2 separate regions of the Mus musculus genome follow, and region 2 is linked to region 1. The links are chromatin contacts, called in public HiChIP or PLAC-seq maps. All regions are on one chromosome and are shown on one strand. Each heading gives the region's core, a stretch centred on a gene start, on an enhancer-like site or on the middle of the called end of the contact. The rest is flanking DNA. Distances are from core to core; before and after follow the strand shown. Region 1 holds the start of Ift88 (intraflagellar transport 88). Region 2 overlaps Il17d (interleukin 17D).

The links. HiChIP or PLAC-seq counts read pairs in DNA pulled down with a chosen protein or histone mark.
Region 2: a contact with region 1 is called in an H3K4me3 HiChIP or PLAC-seq map of embryonic stem cells, with 18 read pairs. The contact joins the enhancer-like site here to the promoter of Ift88 in region 1. A contact is called at or near these places in 3 of 39 promoter capture datasets (the HPC-7 cell line, HPC-7-derived erythroid cells and macrophages), 2 of 484 Hi-C or Micro-C datasets (the G1E-ER4 cell line and the HPC-7 cell line) and 1 of 115 datasets of contacts at active chromatin or transcription factors (embryonic stem cells).

The regions. Positions count from the first base shown.
Region 1 is chr14:57,421,959-57,425,743 of GRCm38.p6, forward strand. Ift88 (intraflagellar transport 88) reads left to right here and starts at 2,113. Exons shown (of 26, transcript NM_009376.2): 1 at 2,113-2,229.
Region 2 is chr14:57,540,330-57,544,114 of GRCm38.p6, forward strand. Il17d (interleukin 17D) reads left to right here. Exons shown (of 3, transcript NM_145837.3): 3 at 2,005-2,837. The coding sequence ends at 2,311. Among named protein-coding and RNA genes, the nearest start is that of Il17d, 17 kb to the left of the region's middle. Within about 2 kb of position 2,127, at least 23 of the 459 cell types and tissues checked have an H3K27ac peak or open chromatin away from gene starts, as enhancers often do. A contact at or near this core is called in embryonic stem cells, where this site is marked.

The DNA of each region.
Region 1 (3,785 bases), core at 863-3,362:
TTGAACTCAGAGATCTGCTTTTCTCTGTCTCCTGGAATTAAAGGCATGTTCCACCTTGCCTGGGCCCAGCTTTTCTTTAACTGAAACTTGTTCTGTAGCAGGCTGGCCTTGAACTAAGAGATCTCCTTGCCTCTGTCTCCTGGGATTAAAGGTGTGTACCAACATGTCTAGGCCTAAGCTTTTTATGATCACTATTCCTCAAGATCCAGACCAAAATACTGTGTCATCCCAGGCCAAGATTCAGATCAAAAGCCTGTGTCTTCAGCTTCAAGATCTGGATCACAGATGTACCCTCCATCTCTGGATTGTAGTTCATTCCAGAAATAGTCAAGTTGACAATCACAGATAGCCATCACATGCATTTTGATGGTATTTACCCACCCTCATTACTATCTCTTGTCTTTTTTGCCGTTCTACATCCCCCTATTCCAAAAATACATCTTGCTCACTCACTCACAATCTTACAAACTATCTTTTCTTAGGAATTACTGAATCCCCAGTGTGTATCTCTAGATGGGCATCTTTTTCTGAGCTTTAATGATTATGATGATGCTGGAATCCAAATTAGGGCCTTGAACACGGCAAGCAAATGTTCTAACACTAAGTTACATTCCCAGCCCTCTCCTCTGAGCTTTATATTGTTATATACAATTGCTTACTCAGTATCTCTTCTTGCACATTCTTTAGGCATCTGACACCTGATGTGTTCTCCCTCAAACCTGTTTTTCCTTTAGTGTTCTTCATGTTCACACATGGAACTCTTTCACTCCATACCCACTTCATGGGACTCAGGCTTGTCTGCTACCCATCCCACTTTATATGTAACTAATTACATATGTTGACAGTTTATTTGATAATTAGTGTGGGAACAAATAAGAAAATATGTTGCCTGATGAACCTTTATTTTAACAAAAACATAATGTCTTCTTCTCAGACAAGGACTGGGTACCCTGAATGTACAGTCATTTAAAAAAAAAAAAAGTTCAGTGCTGGACAATGGTGGCACACACCTTTAATCCCAGCACCAAGGAGTTTGAGGCTAGGCTGGTGTACAGAGAGCTCCAGGACATCCAGGGCTACACAGAGAAACCCCGTCTCAAAAGACAAGCAAACAAACAAACAAAAAAAAAAAAAGAAAAAAGAAAAAAGAAAAAGAAAAAGATTGACTCTAGTATTTATCTTTCTTTTTTGAAGTGCAGTAACTTGTGATTCCAGTATTTTTTCTTTCTATATTGAAGTGCAGTAACTTAAAATATCCCCATGATGTTCACTAATTAACGTAACAACTACTTATTGACACACAGTTGCCAGATACTGTCAGTTACTGTACGATATACCCCACTTGCAAGGTAACCTTCTGAATGCTGATACAACACACCTGGATCAGAGATAAAGAGGTTTAGTCTTCAAAACACACCAAGTAGCCCGAACCTGACCAATCTAATAGTTTGTCCCCTACATCTGTCCCCACCCCCATCCGTGGGAGGCTAAGGTGGATGTTACATATTCAATGACTTTCTGACACAACTGAACAATAAAGGTTAGTAAACTTCAGTTTTTTTATAACGGGCTTCAAGTCAACATGCCCAACATTTGCTCCGGAAAGAAATATTATTTTGTCTTTAAGACAGGGTGTCCCCTGCTGGTCTTGTACTCCTGAGCGTCATCTCTACTCCCATTGCAGATGTGCGTCATCATAGCTGGCATTACATTACCTTTACTTTTTAATTTTCAGATTAAATTTATTTAGAGAGAACCCAGACAGGATTAATATGACAAATTTATGGGACGACGCGTACAATTCTACGCAATGTTCCACAGAAAACAGTCTTCCAAGGTTCCCAAGCCGCGTAGTGGCTCTGGGACACATTCTATTCATCCGGGCCATCTTGCTCTGGTCTCCAGCTTTGGGGATGGCTGCCTCGGGGTTCACTCGACCTTGGTTTCCTTCTTGTGATTACTCCTACACCTGTAGCATCTCCTGGACCACCATAAACATTGGGCCAGCCTCGAGAATCACTCCGCTGTTGGCGGACCACAGGTCCCAGCAGCCCTGCACTTCCGGTCACGAGCTTCCGGCCTCGCCCACGCGGCGCGGAGGCCTGTGGGAGCGGCTTCCTTGGAGTCGCGCCTGGCAACGGCTGGGCGTCCCGCTCTGGCCTGCCTAGGATCAGGCGTCGCTTCTTCCCTCGGCCCACTCGTGGTCAGCCCGCTCCTCCTCGGCGCGAGGTAGGAGAAGCGCCCGGCCCCTCGCGGCCACCCTCCCTGCTGCCCTCTCCCTGCCCCGTGCGTGAGCGGCGGCGGGGTCGCGAGGGCAGGCGGGCTGGCGGCGCCCAAGCCCGGCTCCTGGCGACTGCGCTTCCGTAGCCAACACTTGGATGGTGCTCCTCTCAGGGGGTGGACTTCCCGCTCCACCCGGCACGGCTACCCGGGCTAATGTCACACGGCTTGGCGATGCCATGGCAGCAGTGAAACTTTTAGAGTTTCACAGTAGGTTACAGCGAACATTTCTAATACTTGCATCCGGTGAAGCTTTGATTACCTAGTAATCGGGAGTAAAAGCAAAAGTACAGAAAAGAATGAATAAATCACAGTCTTATAAAGATAAAAACATATCTTCTGGGAATTGATTCTAGGACACCCAGTTTCCCTGGATACCAAAGTTCCCAGGTGCTCTTTCACATATATACGATGGTATATTTGTATTGTATATAAGCCATTTTCCCATTTTTGTTATCTTAGACTGTTTATTGCTCTATAATTAATTGTTATGCCTAATTGTTCAGGGAATAATGAAAAGCACGCTCGGGAGGCTGGGGGCGGGGGGGGGGGGGGGGAGCCTGTGCATGTTCAGTTCAGATAAAAAATTTCTCCCAAATGTTTTCAGTTTCTAGTTGGTTGAATCTAAGGATGCACAGACAAAAGATATCTGACTACTGTTTTCCCAAAAGCCTAAAATTCCACTTTTCCTTTTTATCTTCAACTCTGGTTGGTAACTTTGGAGAAACTACAATAGGCATTTTGAGTGTGAACTGTATCAAGGTAGAAGTATATAAAAAGGACTTTGCCATGTAAAATAGTTTCACTGGCAATATTGAAGTGACAGCATCCCAAATTATTTTTGAACCACCTTGGAGAATATAGAAATACTGAGTTGTATTATTTCTTAGCCATTCATAGTTGTTAGTAAAGGATAATTCATTTACTATTTCCTAGCCTTGCTTTCTACATCTTTAAAATTTTGTGTATTCCACTATTGGTCTGTCTCCCAGGTGTGTGTGTGTGTAAATCTGGTTAAAAGCCAGAAGAAAGGTCTAGTTCTAAAAGCTGATTGTTTCAATACCTTATGAATAAACGAAAGTGAGATCAGAAGAGTTTGTAAGGAGGGAGCTTTTGAGTATATGATTTGAAAGTGTGATCGATGGAGCAGCAGCTTCAGCATCCATCCCTTGGGAACCTATTGATCAACATTCTGGGGCTGTGGAGATGCTCAGTTGGCAAAGTGTTTGCTGCAGAAGCCTAAGGTCCTGAGTGATCCCTAGCGCCCACTTAACCTAATGTGGTGGCTGGGGGAGGCAGGAGGATTTGTGCTGCTCACTGGTTAGCTAGCTTGGCTGAATCTGGCCCCAGGTCCTCCTTCCCAGGGGGAGATCTTACCTCAAAAAACAAGGCAGGCAGTGCCTAAAGAGGATGACCTCTGTTTCCACATGCACACATTTACACCTGTACACACACACACAGAAGCTGTCATACCCACAACAAGGAATTCACATCCTGCCTGGGCA
Region 2 (3,785 bases), core at 877-3,376, 120 kb after region 1:
TGTCTCCCACCGTCATCCTTCTCCCTCCACACACTCCCATATCTAACTCCAAACCCTATCCTTGACCAAGAGCTCCCTCTTTGTCCCACACGAGCTTCTACCAGGAAGTCGAGGGATCTTTCTAAAGTGTTGCTCGCTGGGCCACATCACTTAGGGAAACCTGTCAGGGTCCAATCCAAATCCTTGACTACGGTTTAAGTTCCTGACACAGCCTCACTCTCCTCTCTGACGCCTCCCACTTTGTACTCTCCCTTCTGTGACACATTGTCCAACTCTGACTCTGGCCTCTTTTCCAAATGCCCTTCTACCGCTCGCTCTAGGTCACTCAGTCCACGTGATTACTTGTGCTCACCTCTGCCACACGCCTCCGGTGGTACATAGGTGTTCTGCCTGGATTCCAGCTACCTGGAATAGAACTGAGCTGAGTTCTACGCGTTGGATAAACGTTGGAAATAATTGTAGACCTTATGCATCCGAGCTATTTAGGACTTCCTCCTCCTTCATATGTTCAGTGAGAGGGAGCGTCAGGAGACAGATGGGTTCCAGCAAGGACTCGCCAGGCTCATTCTGCTCCCAAACTCCTGATGGTGGAACTGGGCAAACGGGAACAACAGACTTCAGAAGTGGATGTTTGCAGACTTTGTGCTGGAGGGGAGCACCGAGGGGCAGAGTCAGGGTTTGTTTAGACTGCATTTGTCTCTGCCCTAGTCGTCAGCTTTTACTCAGACCATTCTCTGGTCCCTAGAAACAGTGTGCAAGGGAAATTGAACGGTTCTATGCCCAGGAGGCCTTCCTGACCCCAAGTACCTCTCGCCAAAACAGCACCACCGATTCCAGTGCCTGCTTTCTGCAGACCGGTTCCTCTCCATGGCATGTGTGCTCTGAGTGGAGGGAGGTCTATTTTGTTGGCAAGTGCCCTCGTTAGTAGTAAGGAGAAAGCATGTCCTTGGATGGGCACTGACTGCAGGCATGGCATGCCCACTGCCCCCTCCCTCACATCCCCAGGCTAGAACAGAAAGATCTCCAAGCCTGTCCCCTCTCCATCTCTCCATCCTGCCTCCATTTTCTTCACTATACTCAGAGGCTACTGTTTGGTGCATAGTGGGTCTTCAGATGTGTCTGACTCTCGACATGTTAGCCAAGGTCAAAGCCGTGACGATGGATATGAGAGTCTCTAGAACTCTGCCTAGAGGAAAGAAAAGACCTATAAGGGATTGCCTGTGTTCTGGTTGGATAGGTTAATGGACGTGAATTTAGGCACATAGAAGTCTCACAAGCAGTGGGGATAACCCTTGCTTCTGCAAGGGGACAACCAAGAAGGGTCCCAGGTTCCTCCTGATGACCCCCTGGGTTTCTGTAGCTGTGTAGGTGGCTTCTGTAAGAGCAGGCTCTTGTTCTGGGGGTTGATTTTTATCTCCAAGTGAGCCACCGTTGTAGCTTTCCTGAGATTTGGCCATAGGCTGACCCGGAAGTACTTACATTTGGCATCTGAGTTGAAACTTGCAAGAGTTGGAGAAAAATCAAAGTGATGGAATTTAACCCATCATTTTCACTTTTCAAATATCCCTGGCCTGCCAGCTCTCTGTCCCCTGCTGTATGTTGCTTTAGCTCCTTTAGAGAGCTTGCATCTGGACAGAGTCACCTCATGGCCTTTTGCACATGTAGGGAACACATGTAGACCTGCAGAGCCTGGTAGGCTTGGAAGTTGGCATTTGGATTTTGACAGCGGGTAGTTTTACGGGCACTCAGGGATAGAGGTTCATGCGGCCTTCAGCATCTGAAATGATAGAGGTCACGTGCCATGGCAGCATAATCTTTTCCCGGTCGGGGCTCACAGCCTAGTGTTCCAGATAGGCCCTTCCAGAGTGCTTACTGCGGATTGCATTGTCAGATCCAGCCTTCTCAGGCCTTCTTCATTTGGCCAGGCTTGCTATGTAACCCAAGCTGGCCGCGAACTCGCAGTGATGCTCCTGCTGCGGCCTCACTCTCTCGCTCTGTCTGCAGGATTTCCTACGACCCTGCTCGCTTTCCGAGGTACCTGCCCGAAGCCTACTGCCTGTGCCGAGGCTGCCTGACCGGGCTCTACGGGGAGGAGGACTTCCGCTTTCGCAGCACACCCGTCTTCTCTCCAGCCGTGGTGCTGCGGCGCACAGCGGCCTGCGCGGGCGGCCGCTCTGTGTACGCCGAACACTACATCACCATCCCGGTGGGCTGCACCTGCGTGCCCGAGCCGGACAAGTCCGCGGACAGTGCGAACTCCAGCATGGACAAGCTGCTGCTGGGGCCCGCCGACAGGCCTGCGGGGCGCTGATGCCGGGGACTGCCCGCCATGGCCCAGCTTCCTGCATGCATCAGGTCCCCTGGCCCTGACAAAACCCACCCCATGATCCCTGGCCGCTGCCTAATTTTTCCAAAAGGACAGCTACATAAGCTTTAAATATATTTTTCAAAGTAGACACTACATATCTACAACTATTTTGAATAGTGGCAGAAACTATTTTCATATTAGTAATTTAGAGCAAGCATGTTGTTTTTAAACTTCTTTGATATACAAGCACATCACACACATCCCGTTTTCCTCTAGTAGGATTCTTGAGTGCATAATTGTAGTGCTCAGATGAACTTCCTTCTGCTGCACTGTGCCCTGTCCCTGAGTCTCTCCTGTGGCCCAAGCTTACTAAGGTGATAATGAGTGCTCCGGATCTGGGCACCTAAGGTCTCCAGGTCCCTGGAGAGGGAGGGATGTGGGGGGGCTAGGAACCAAGCGCCCCTTTGTTCTTTAGCTTATGGATGGTCTTAACTTTATAAAGATTAAAGTTTTTGGTGTTATTCTTTCATATTTGAAAGCCACTGGTCTTAATTTGTGGCAAGAGGCGGGATGTGACATCTTAGCCAATTCTCAGGGAGCCCCAAGCACAGATGGGCCGAAGTTGACGGGCTTTTGGATCCAGCCAACCCTGAGAAGGAGGAAGAGGGAGGACCTAGTCTCCGGTGTTAAACTGTGAACTTATTCTCATTTAGGTGTGAAGTCTGCGCCTCCCTCTGCACATTCTTTTGCAGTCACTAAAACAACAGTGGCTGAGGGATTCCCTGGCTGTGTACATTCTATTTCTTTCCAGATTTTGCTTTTGTGAACATGTTTGGACTGTTCGGAGGGAGCCCAGGCCTTCGGACATCCTAAGTAGGATCTCTATCTGTGAGCCACACCCTCTCCTGACTCATTGTCAGAAAAAAAAGTCCTCAGGGAGGTCTCTAGGTCACTGCAGATGTGCCCAGTGGGGGATCTGTCTCCTGCACTCATCACTACACCTGTTTGCCTGTCACAGGCTCCTTGGTGCCACCATCTGGCAAACCTACCAGTGACCCAAAACAAGTCCCATTGACCTTCAGTTGGAACTTCCAGAACTGTGAGCCCAAGTGCACCTTTGCTCTAAATACTTATCTCAGGCACTGTGCTAGAGCCACAGGAAGCTAACACGCTATCTCTTGGATGCTCAGTTCCCGTTACCAAACTCTTGAGCAACAACTGTGGACAAGACACAGGCTCTTTCTTAAACTAAGACAGGAGCTGCCGGAACGGAATTGGTCTGCCGCGTGCGGGCTTTCTTCCGGGCCGCGTTTCTCATCTGGGAAGTGTTACAGCACCGTGTTCTGTCACTGAGTTAAAGTACCTCAGCAACTTGAAGCAGAAAGTTTATCTGCTCAGAGCATCAGACCTTGATGCTGTGGGCTCCTGGCAAAGAACATAAATGGCTGGGGGGCAGATGGTGCCGGGGAAGCAGACA